Linked DNA regions of Sus scrofa: region 1 is linked to region 2. The links are chromatin contacts, called in public promoter capture Hi-C maps. All regions are on one chromosome and are shown on one strand. Each heading gives the region's core, a stretch centred on a gene start, on an enhancer-like site or on the middle of the called end of the contact. The rest is flanking DNA. Distances are from core to core; before and after follow the strand shown.

Region 1 (5,711 bases), core at 634-3,133, 1.1 Mb before region 2:
ACAAAGATCAAAGGGATAAAAAAGGAGTGAAATTCTCCTTTTGGTAGGTGTGGGGGAATGATGCCTAGGAACCTTAATTCTTGGAGTTCCCTTCGTGGCTCTGTGGTTAACAATCCTGACTCGGTCTTAATTCTTAAAGAACACCTCTGATAATTGTGACGCACAGCCTGACTGAAGAGCCATTTCTGGGAGTGATCTGGTAACTACTCTGCTGTTATTTAACAAATTTCCTCATGTTTTTGATCTTTCGTGTTTAATAAATCATTGTTAATGTGCATACTTTTTTAATACACATCATCTGCTCATGACAAAAAGCACAGTTGTTTATAATTCTGTTTGTTTTCTTGAGACCACTAGATTGTGCATGTCACAACTCTGAATGAATTTCAATGTGAGTGAAATGTCTGGCAGGAAAAGGCATGGTTTGAGACACAGGACCAGACAAAAATGCTATGTGGAGTCTTTAATAAAAGAGCATAGCCCAGTGCTCTCGGGAGTGGGCCAAATTCATGGAAGCAGTGTAGTTCAGTGAAAACTGAGGTGGAATTTAAAGTCGCATGTTTTCTGTGCAGACCCTGATGACATCATTTGATAACCATACGCTCTTAGTATCTTAATGTTCTTACACTCATGTTTATAAGATGTTTTATGTCTCACGCTGAAGTATGACAATAAAAAGAAAAAACATAGAGAACCAAGACGGGACCTGACACCAGACAGGCACTCAAGTTAATCCTGATGTCCTTCCCAAGAAAAGAAAGGAAAGGAGAGGAAGGAAAGGAAAGTATTTCCAGTCTCAGAGAAGAAAAACTCCAACTCACCTGGAACTCGGTCATTTCCTCTTGTCAGCAAGGACAGACTCCTGGAAAGGTAGAGTTAGGGAAAGCGAAAAATCCATGTAAATCACGTCCACTTTGCAGGACACAGACAAGCCAATCCAGCAAGACTGTAGGAAAAAAGTTACTCAGCTCCTGCAACCTTCCTTCATACACCCTCTGCTGGGGTACCCTTCCTGTCTCTCCATGCTGCACCTCCCTCACCTCTCTCCACTGGGCTTCGGATCAAATATGCCAAGCCTCCCCCGCAAACCCACCAGGGTAAGAAATTCCCATCCTTCCCAGCAGCTCTTAAGATGTGCCCATTTCCCCAGGCTTCGCGGATTTTTTTGCCCTCAAGTTCTAGTTAGAGCAGTAGGAGCTGTCGGGTTAGATGTATCGCCTCTCCGGAGAGATTTCGGCTGCCCGACACCTGACGGCCTGACTCGTTTCTGGGGTGCACGGCCTGTGACGCACTCTCTTTTCACCGAGGACAGGGCTGTGGGGATGGAAACTTCAGTCCCTCAAAGGCCCCCTCTCGGTCCCTTAACGTCCACCGAAAATCTCCTTCGAGTAGGGCCAGTCACCGGCGTGGAAAAGGCCGGTATGGCCAACTGCGAAGCTCCCAGGCCAGCCGAGGCCGGAGCTCAGGCAGGCGAGAGGAGGGCCATTCGGAACCGCGGGCGGCTCAGCAGTGGGGGCCGCCTGGTCTCAGGTGATCGCCGCCGATCCTGGGAACGCAGCAGCGGCCGAAGCGCGTGGGCACACGTGCGGCCCGCGTTCTCATCTCCGCCAGGGCGCGCGCCCTCCCACGGCCGCCCGCCAGGCTTCCGGGTCCCTGCGGTCCAGCGCCTGCCCCGCAGCGTTCCCACAACTAGACAGCCAGATGCTTCGCTGCGGGCTGCTCCGGGCTGCGCCTTCTGCCAGACAGCTCTCACCTCCCACTTGGAGTCGGACACCTGGAAGCGCAAGATTCGCAACACTGGCAACACTGACCCGCACCCGCGCCTATGTGCCGAACTACAAGTCCCAGAAAGCCGCGGGCGGACCACGCCCACTTCCGGCGCCGCCCTGGGACCTAGCGCGGCGCGGCGTGGGAGGATAGTATCACGAGCTCCGTCCAGTGCCCTTCGCGGTTGTTTGAGGTCTGCGTCTGGTTCCTTGGAGTTATCCGTGTTAGTGCGTCTGTGTGTTTTAAATTATAAACGCATAAGAATTATTTTAGGAATACTCATTAAAGTGTATTTTCGTTTTATTAAAGCGCTAATGGGGTTAAAGAATGTACATTACCCGTAATTTTTTCCTCTCCTTCAAAAATCAGAAGTTCATTCATTTAGCGGCTTATACAAATATGCTTTTTGAAAACAAAAATGAGGTCATGCTGTATATAGAGGCCTGCAGTTTGATTTGTAAAATTTGATAGTACTGTGTATCATAGATTACACAGAAACCTTTCTCTCTGAGGCCCTTTTAGTTCTTAATGCCTTCAAGGGAATGGCACCAAAATTCTCCTCAGTGGCTTCTCCATTGTTTTCACCCCTCACTGAATGACACAGGGATGCTCACTTGGTCTCTCTGGAATACTTTCCCTTCAGATTAATCCTGGAGATGAAAGAGCTGTTTTCTAGTCCTCTCGTCTTTGTCTCTCCCCTTCTTGGTGTAGTTTCCAGTTGCTGCTGTAATAAATTACCATAAACTTAGTGACGTATCACAGACGCAAATTTCATCTTTTACAGTTCTGGGAGGTCGGAAGTCTGAAATCAGTTTCACTGCACTAAAGTCAAGGTGTCAGCACTGCTGGGTTCTTCTGGAGGTTCTAGAGGAGGATCTATTTCCTTGCCTTTCTCAAGGTAATTCATGGTCTATGTTCCTTGGTTTGTGATCTCTTCCTACGTCTTCAAAGCATATGACTCCAATCTCTGCTTCCTTTGAAGTTAATAAGGTAGCTTGATAGTTACTTTCTCTGGTGCAGACTCTTCCAGAGAACTAACTACATGTGATTACATCAGGCCCACTTGGTTAATCCAAAACAATCTCTCCACATCATGATCTTAAATTTTGTCACATTTACAAATCCCTTTTTGCTCTATAAGGTAGCACTCATGGTTTCTGGGGATTAACGTGGATATTTTAGAGGGCCTACCACATTTGGAGAGCCTCCTCCTCGGAGGTGCTCTCCTGCCTTTGGTCTGGGGAACAAAAGATCTCTCTGGGACCTGATGTTCCCCTAAATCTTCCCTATCCATCCCATCACTCTTGCCCTGACTCTCACGCCTTTATGTTCTCATTTTCCACCCCACCCAATTTAGAGGGAGTGGCTCATAATTATGATCAGTGTCTTGCTCCTATCTTCCTTGGTTTTATTTTCCTGATAAAATATCAAATCTAGTTGAATCCAACTCCTTGCCTATTTCACACCTGTACCTGTGTAGCAGATGTGTCCTGAGAAAAATATGGCTCTGGTGATTGGTCTCACTTTCAGTTTATGACTGCTAAGGTCAAGTGGGCCGTCAGTGCTGCTCAATTATCCCATTACACTTTCTTAGTTCATTCATTCTCCTAAATGACTATCTCACAGTTTCTCGTCTTTCTTCAAGCCTCCAATAACTACTTCTCTCATCTCAATCACAGCTGATGACCCTTGCTTTCTCTGAGAAGAGAGAACTTTTATACCCTCACACAAGCACATCTGCCCACCTCTTTCCACTGGAGCCTATTTTTTCTACCTTCCATTCTGAATGAACCGCCCCAGTTTCTATTTAAGAAAACTTGGAGTTCCCATTGTAGCTCAGTAGGTTAAGAATCGGACATGGTATCCATGAAGATGCGGGTTCAATCCCTGGCCTCGCTTGGTGAATTAAGGATCTGGTGTTGCTGCAAGCTGTGATGTAGGTCTCAGATGTGGCTTGGATCCTGGGTTGCTGTGCCTGTGGTGTAGGCTGGGGGAGTGGGGAGGGGGAAAGAAAAGAAAGAAAACTCTCCGTTTGTACCCTGAATCTTATCCCCTTCCTCACACATGAGGGCATTCCCTTCTCTCTTCTGTGTTATCAATTTTCATTCTGTAAGAACTTGGGAGATCTTCATTTGGGGGCTATATCTTCTGTGTGTTAAGGTCTTGGGAGGAGCACTAGTCAGGGAGCATCTGAGTCCTTAAGTCTATCTGGGAAGCCCTTAGGAGACATGCAGAATTAAAGGTGGAGGCACTTCTCTTTCTTCCTGGGTGATCTGCTTTGGGCTCGTGGCCCAGTGTTCATCCTTGCCTATGAACAGCACTGTGCAGTAGGGGTTCTTCCTCATTCACTCTTCTTTTTTATTTTTTTTTAATTTTTAAAGAATTTTTTAATGTTTTTATTTTTTTTGTCTTTTTGCTATTTCTTTGGGCCGTTCCCGCGGCATATGGAGGTTCCCAGGCTAGGGGTCCAATCAGAGCTGTAGCCACCAGCCTACGTCAGAGCCACAGCAACGCAGGATCCGAGCCGCGTCTGCAACCTACACCACAGCTCACGGCAACGCCGGATCGTTAACCCACTGAGCAAGGGCAGGGACCGAACCCGCAACCTCATGGTTCCTAGTCGGATTTGTTAACCACTGTGCCACGACGGGAACTCCTCATTCACTCTTCTTAAAAGGAAGGCACAGAGGCTGTGAGAGAGAGGCAGTGACTTGCCCAAGGTCCTGCTACTACTAAATGGCAGAGCCAGTGTCCAAACCCAGCACCTTGGGTATTGAACTGGGTCACTTCCACTGTAGCACATTTTTCATCTCATCTTTTCAGCACATCACAGTTGGAACAGGTCAGGCTAGAGATGAGGAGAGGATTTTCTGTTGGACCCCTTGGGCCCCACCTCCCAGTCCAGCCTGCTGGGGTGATTGCTCCAACCCAGAAGTGCCCCAGACCAAGCTGCGTAGTGGCAGATGCAGACCTGGCCATGCTGGACTCCTGAGAAAGCTGGAGAAACCACAGTTAGAGCTGGAAAAGGGAGTCCAGGGCTCTTGTGTAGATTTGAGCCCTTTTTCAACCCGTTTGGCTCCTGACTGGAGCAGGGGCTCACAGAGCTCTTTCCTTCCAGATCTCTTGGATCTCTGAGTTACAAGAATGTCTGCAGCTCTATTATCTGACCTGTTACCAGGATGTCCTCAAAAACTGTAGAAATGGAGGTGATTGATTGGGAGAGTCTTGTTCAGCTCTCTTCACCTTTCAGACTGATAATTGAGGCCCAGAGAAAAGAGAATTGTTCAGGTGCACCCAGACAGGAGGGGAGAGAGGAGGGAAGTTAATCTCGCCCAGTAATGATGAGCTCTTGATGTTCCCTTGCTAGGGTCCAGGAAAGATGGCCGAAGGGCTAGAAAAACTCATCATTATAGTGCAAGTGCTGCTAGAAGCAACTCAGCATCATTCCTGCATTTTTATTTATTTATTTATTTATTTATTTTTTGCTTTTTAGGGCCACACCTGCAGTATATGGAAGTTCCCAGTCTAGGGGTCAAATCAAAGCTACAGCTGCCGGCCTACGCCATAGCCACAGCAACACTACAGGTCGTAGCTATGCCAGATCCTTAACCCACTGAGGATGGGTTGGTAGTCGGGTTTGTTACCACTGAGCCATGACAGGAGCTCCTCCTGCCCTTTTTCATTCAGGAGCACTCATTGAGTATATTCTGTGTATCTTGTCACAGGGATGCTGTTTCTCTTCAGAGTTCCACTTGCACTGGGGATAAGGAGAGTTTCAGTGGGTTTTCAGCATTATGAACCCTCTCTCTTCCCTCATCGGCCTCTTCTCCCTCATTGTGTGCCATTGCTACACTTCTCACCTTTATTCACACTCCACATGTTGACTTTCTGAAAGATGTTGGGCACAGCCAACTAAGGACACTAATGTGTAGATAACAACTTAA
Region 2 (5,397 bases), core at 2,182-4,681:
GTCAGCCTGGACTATTTACAAAATAATGATTTTTCTAAAGATTTTCTGAGGCAGGAATGCTATAAAAAGTGAGACTATAGAAAGATAACAGAATAATGCTCTGTGCCTTAATGAATTCCCAAAGGCCTCCTACTGGGGTGATGCCCTGGGGAAAGAAGTCATGCAGAAACTTCTGAGTGGCCCTAGCTTCCCCGAGGCCTGTTTTTCTCATTTTTACACTCATTTCCTGGTGGCACAAACATGACCAGCAGAGCCACCAAGGGGCAAACCCAGATTCTGACTTTACTCCCTTTGTCCCTTTGGATGGGATAATAAACCTCCCTGTTTTCTTACCTAAATCTTGCAAAAAGAAAAAAATCAATCTTACACCAAAAATTGATTAAACACCTGACTTTCCACACAGGGTCAATATCTGAGGAAGCAGATACAGTTTCCCTCCCTTAAGGAGCTCCTGATGAAGAAGTAAGAGACACAGCATGCCACAGAGTAGTATTTGTGGGCCAGTGACTGGCATTTTAGATAGTGGGCCAGGGAAGACCTCAAAGAAAAGGCAATTTATGAGTTAAACCTGAACCAGATGGAGTGAGTCCTGCAAACATTTGGAGGAAGAACATTCCAGACTGAGAGAACAGCATGTGCAAAGGCCCAGAGGTGGGAGTGGGCCTCGTATGTGGGGTAAAGAGTGGGATCAGAACAGAGACAAGAAGGGGAAGCAGGAGGAGATGCGGTCAGAGGAACCATTAAAATGGCAAGATCATCTAGAGAAAAAGCAAGCGAACCACAGCCCATGGACCACATGTGGTTTGCCATCTATTTGCTAATAGTTCTATTGGAACCTCAGCCATGCCCTTTGATTCACATGTTTTCTATGGATGCTTCAATCTGCAACAGTAGAGCTAAGAAGCTGCAACACAGACCACTTAGCCCACAAAGCCTAAAATCCTTGATACCTGGCCCTTTATGGAAAAGACTTTCTAACCTCTGATTTAAACAAATAGGGTTTTTTTTTTCTCCATGGCAGGAAGTCTAGAGTAGGGTGGTGAAGCTTATGCAGCAGCTTCATAATGTTAATGAAGACCCAGACTCCTTTTATCTTTGTATTCCACCAGCTTTAGTATGTGGACATGTTGTGTTATAACCTTAATATTGTTGCCAGTGCTCTAGACATTACACATTACATCCACATTTGAGACAGAAAGGCAGGGCAAAGTGGTATTCATTCGTTTCTTCTATCGGGAGAGCAAAAGTTGTCTTCACTCTCCCTCAAATCTCCCCACCTCCAGCACACCTATCCTCTCTTTGCTCAGAAGTAGGTCGTGTGACCCTTTCTAGTTTCAGAGGAAGCTGGAAAAGCCATGAAAAGGATTGTCATGATTGACTCAGATGCTTAGATGATGGCTTTCAACCTTTTTTGATTGTGCCCCACAGTGGGAGATGCTTTTTATATCACAGCCTAATATACATAACTGAAATATAATGCAAACAAAAGTTTCATGAGATACAACTTACACTTACTATGTGTTCTATATACTGATGTTTTCTATTTTAAAAAATACTAGTCAATTCACGCTCTAACTTAATTTCATGAAGTATAGTATGAAAAATACAAATTGTCGTGATCCATCACTAGGGGCTGGCACATTGCTGCCCAAACAACTTGCCCACTCTTGCTCTCTCCCTCTCTGTCTCTCTCTCAACTTTACCTTTTCTTTTCCTTTCCTTCCTTCTTCTTTTTCTTTCTTGCAAAGAAGGGAATGGGTACTGGATTGGCAACTAATGGTATACACAAGACCCACTGTAAGTGAGCTCCAGGCCAAACATAGTTTCATTGAATACTGAAGGAAAAGGTGATTCTCTAGAGGTACGTGATGTTGGACACTTATGTTCCATGTAAAATGGGGGTAGTAATACCTACTCCCCAGGAATGTTGAAGGCATTGTGTGGGATCCCTGTCGTAAAGCACCTAGCAGAGTGCCTGACACACCACGAGAGTGCAGGATACATCAGACTTCCCAGAAGCCAATCATCATTCCAGGCTAGTTCTCACCCTGGAGATGGTATCAGTTAGATCAGCATTCTTGAGGGCTGGAGGACCCGGACCACAGGGGTGCCCTGAGCTGGCAGAGGATGATTCATTCTTCACAATTTCCTGCAAAGCCAGAGCTGAACGATCCATGGCCTGGTCACCTTTAGCTCCCTCATTTTTACAGGTGGGAAAACTGAGACCCAGAGCAACTGCGACATGAAAAGATCGTGCAGGAAGTAGATGGCAGAGCCCAATCTCTTTACTCCAAATCCAGCAGCGCTAACAATGATAAGCACAGCCTCTCTCAAGTGGGCTCCAAGGGCCCATAGACAAATCTAGGGCTAATTTTTGCCTATGTAGGCAGCTGCATTTTTCTAGAAGGTCCATATCAGACTCTAAAATGTCCACATGACTCAAAGGATTAGGAACTACATGAGTTCCCATTGTGGTGCAGCAGAAATAAATCTGACAAGTATTCATGAGGACTTTGTTTTGGTCCCTGGCCTTCCTCAGTGGGTTGGGGATCCAGCGTTGCCTTGAGCTGTGGTGTAGGTCTAAGACAGCCATACGCCACAGGTGTGGCCCTATAACAGCAAAAAAAAAAAAAAAAAAAAGGAACTACAGATTGAATGAAAAGTAAAATTATGAAAAATAAAATTATTTATGGGGGAAGGGAGGGGAAATCTGAGGTCAGTACTGGAAATAGTGATATAAAACAGAAATTGCAAATGTTTCCATCAGCCTCTTCCCCTTCCCTGTCGCCCCCACACCCCAGAATCACTGACCTATTCTGAGTTCCCCAAAAGGCCTGTGGTCTTCTGTCCTCTTTGCAAGCAAATCCTCCAGCAGGCCTTAACTGGGAGGTTATCTCCTTTCAACCATCATAGAATCTGATTTCTTAAAAGCGGTGGAGCTTCGAGAGGCCACGTCAAGCAAACAGTAGGATTGCACGCAGGTGGCCCTTGAGCAAAAACTAACATTGCTCCAGACGGATAACCTCCTCTCTCAAGACACACACTAGTAATTGCGAGGCCTGCACGACCTTTGTTGGAAATCCAAGGGTGTCATTTCCCCCAGGGTCCCTGGCCTTGGCCCGCCTATCAGACCCTCCCGACCGATCCGAGCTGCTTCCTCAGTGGGTCTCCGGGAATTCCCGGAGTGTACGCCCGAGGGGACACCCTGGAAAGCCTACACGCCCCAAACCTTCTGCCCGGCTCCTGAGGCACCGCCCGGAGCCCGCCCTCCTCTGTGTACCCTGAGCTGGGCGGGCTGGACAAGGAGACTTTACGCAATTGGCCTGCGCTGGGAGAGAGGCGGAGCGGGGCGGGAAGAGCCGGGGAGGGGCGGGACGGAAAGGAAACAATAGGGCAGCTCTATTGGCCGGCGCTGGCGAGGGGCGGGGAGGGGCGGGCCCGACTCCCCAAGCTGGAGAGAACAGGGCAGTAGGCGCTGCGGAGGCACCTCGGGTGACTGCGAGGCGAGGCACTGGCAGCGGCTTCTGGACAGCGCAATGAGTGGACGGTGAGTGATGCATGGGCAAGAGAGTTCGGGGCGTCCACAGAGCACCAACTTCCCCCCACCGCCTGAGCCCAGGACTTTCCCCAGCCAGGAGCTCTTAAGTCTGGGCACTTGTGCGCCTTGCCTGCCGCGTGCAAAATCCCCTCCTTCTGCCAGCCTGGAGCATTCCGGGCCACGGGCCCAATGCTGAGAGTGGGCACTGTGCCATGCACCTCCTCCAAGGAGAGGGCACGTTAGGAGCTAAATCCTGCGCAGTCTACATCTTTGCTCACCTTGCCTCTCATCTTAGCCAGTATCCTAGAAGCGTTGATCTGAGAATTAGGGGGAAAGACTCAGCGTCTCTGGCACAACTCAGATTTCATGGATGGAAGACCATGAACACCCAGATAATAGCAGAAAGAAGGCTTCAGTGTCGCTATTTATAGAACATTTGATTTGTTCCCAGACCTGTGCTAAGAGCTTTAGCACAATATCACACCTACTTCTCATAGCCTTGATTATCCCTATTTTCAGATGAGAAAACCTGAGGCTTAAAATGTTACGGAATTGTCCACTTTTACCCAGATGAGTCAGCCTTGTAACCCAGGGCTTGTTGTGCCAGGTCTCATTCATTTTACCCACTGACTTCAGAGCTCACCCTGCCAGCCACCCTGCTCACCCCTGTGCTCCTGACTCTCAGTCCTGACTTCCCACTCAGAAGAAATGCTTCTGTTTTTATTAATCCGGCACAACCCTGGGGGAGGGAGGGCCTTCTCTCACTTGAGGATCAATGCCAGGACAGAGCCAGGGTTTCCTTAAAACACTATCTAGAGAGCTTTAGTAGTCCCACTTCACAGAGGAATTAAATATGATCACAATAAATAAGGGATTCTGGAATTTGAGCCCAAGCAGATTGGACTCCAAATCCATGTACTTGCACTTGCAGAAAGGCCCTCATTGTCAGTGTCTGTAGTTGAACTGCTCATGGCAAGATCGAGATTTGTTTCCAGACGCCATGAGTATACAATAAAGACAACTACTAAATTGCTGACCTGCCTGCCTCCTGCTCCCCAGAGTAATTCCTTAGCCACTGCCATTTGGTGGGCATTGTTAGGGTGAAGGAGGGAAGAAGGAAGGCTTGGAAAAGGAGAGGAGAAAAAGGGAAGGAGAGAAGGGGAAGGGAGAGAAGAGAAGAAGAATGTCTTAAACTTAGGTCAAAAAAAAAAAAATGCTGGCTGGAAGTTGTAGTGAGTGTATTTCAAGTGTCAGAACATTTTCATTAGTTTTTGTCATTATCCTCTCTGTGTGTGGTGCCGGTGGTTCAAGACTTTACAGGAAAAGTGAGATTGAGGCCACGGATTAAAGTGTTGGTGTGAAAGTTGGGATGTGGAGCCATGTGAGACTCTAGTGAGTGGTCTGGAGGTTGACAACAGAGTGAAGGTCCTGGGTCCCCCTGGGTCAGGGTCAACTAGACAATGACCTATAACAATAGAACATGAACAGAACTCCAGCATGTGCTATAATTCAGATCCTGTAAATGCAAAGGCTCAAAGAGGAGACTCTGACTATAGGGTCTACCAGAAAGCACCCTGGTTTTGAGAATGAATTCAGCCAGATGCCCTGGCTCACGCATTCTCTTGCCAAGAACCATCATCCTCTCTGATTCCTACATTGTCATCTCCAGAGCCTCGCAGTCTCTCTGGAGCTCCTGACTCCCACCATGACAACTATTGGGAACTTCCGTTTACTGTGGGTGAATCCCATGTGAGTCCCATCTTACCTGTTTCCTCATTCACCTTTACAGCAATGATTCAAATCATGAGGAACCTGAGTTTCATAGAGGAAAGGGACTTGCCTAAAGTCACATAGCTAAA

Evidence for each region. Promoter capture Hi-C pulls out the DNA fragments that hold promoters and counts their contacts.
Region 1: a promoter capture Hi-C map of fetal skeletal muscle shows a contact between it and region 2, with 3 times the contacts expected there. The contact joins the promoter of ZNF239 here to the promoter of RASSF4 in region 2. A contact is called at or near these places in 1 of 5 promoter capture datasets (fetal skeletal muscle) and 1 of 2 datasets of contacts at active chromatin or transcription factors (alveolar macrophages).

What each region holds. Positions count from the first base shown.
Region 1 is chr14:92,185,997-92,191,707 of Sscrofa11.1, reverse strand. It overlaps ZNF239 (zinc finger protein 239), which reads right to left and starts at 1,883. Exons shown (of 3, transcript XM_021073009.1): 1 at 822-1,883. It also overlaps the pseudogene LOC102167823.
Region 2 is chr14:91,136,527-91,141,923 of Sscrofa11.1, reverse strand. It overlaps RASSF4 (Ras association (RalGDS/AF-6) domain family member 4), which reads left to right and starts at 3,431. Exons shown (of 11, transcript NM_001243337.1): 1 at 3,431-3,547.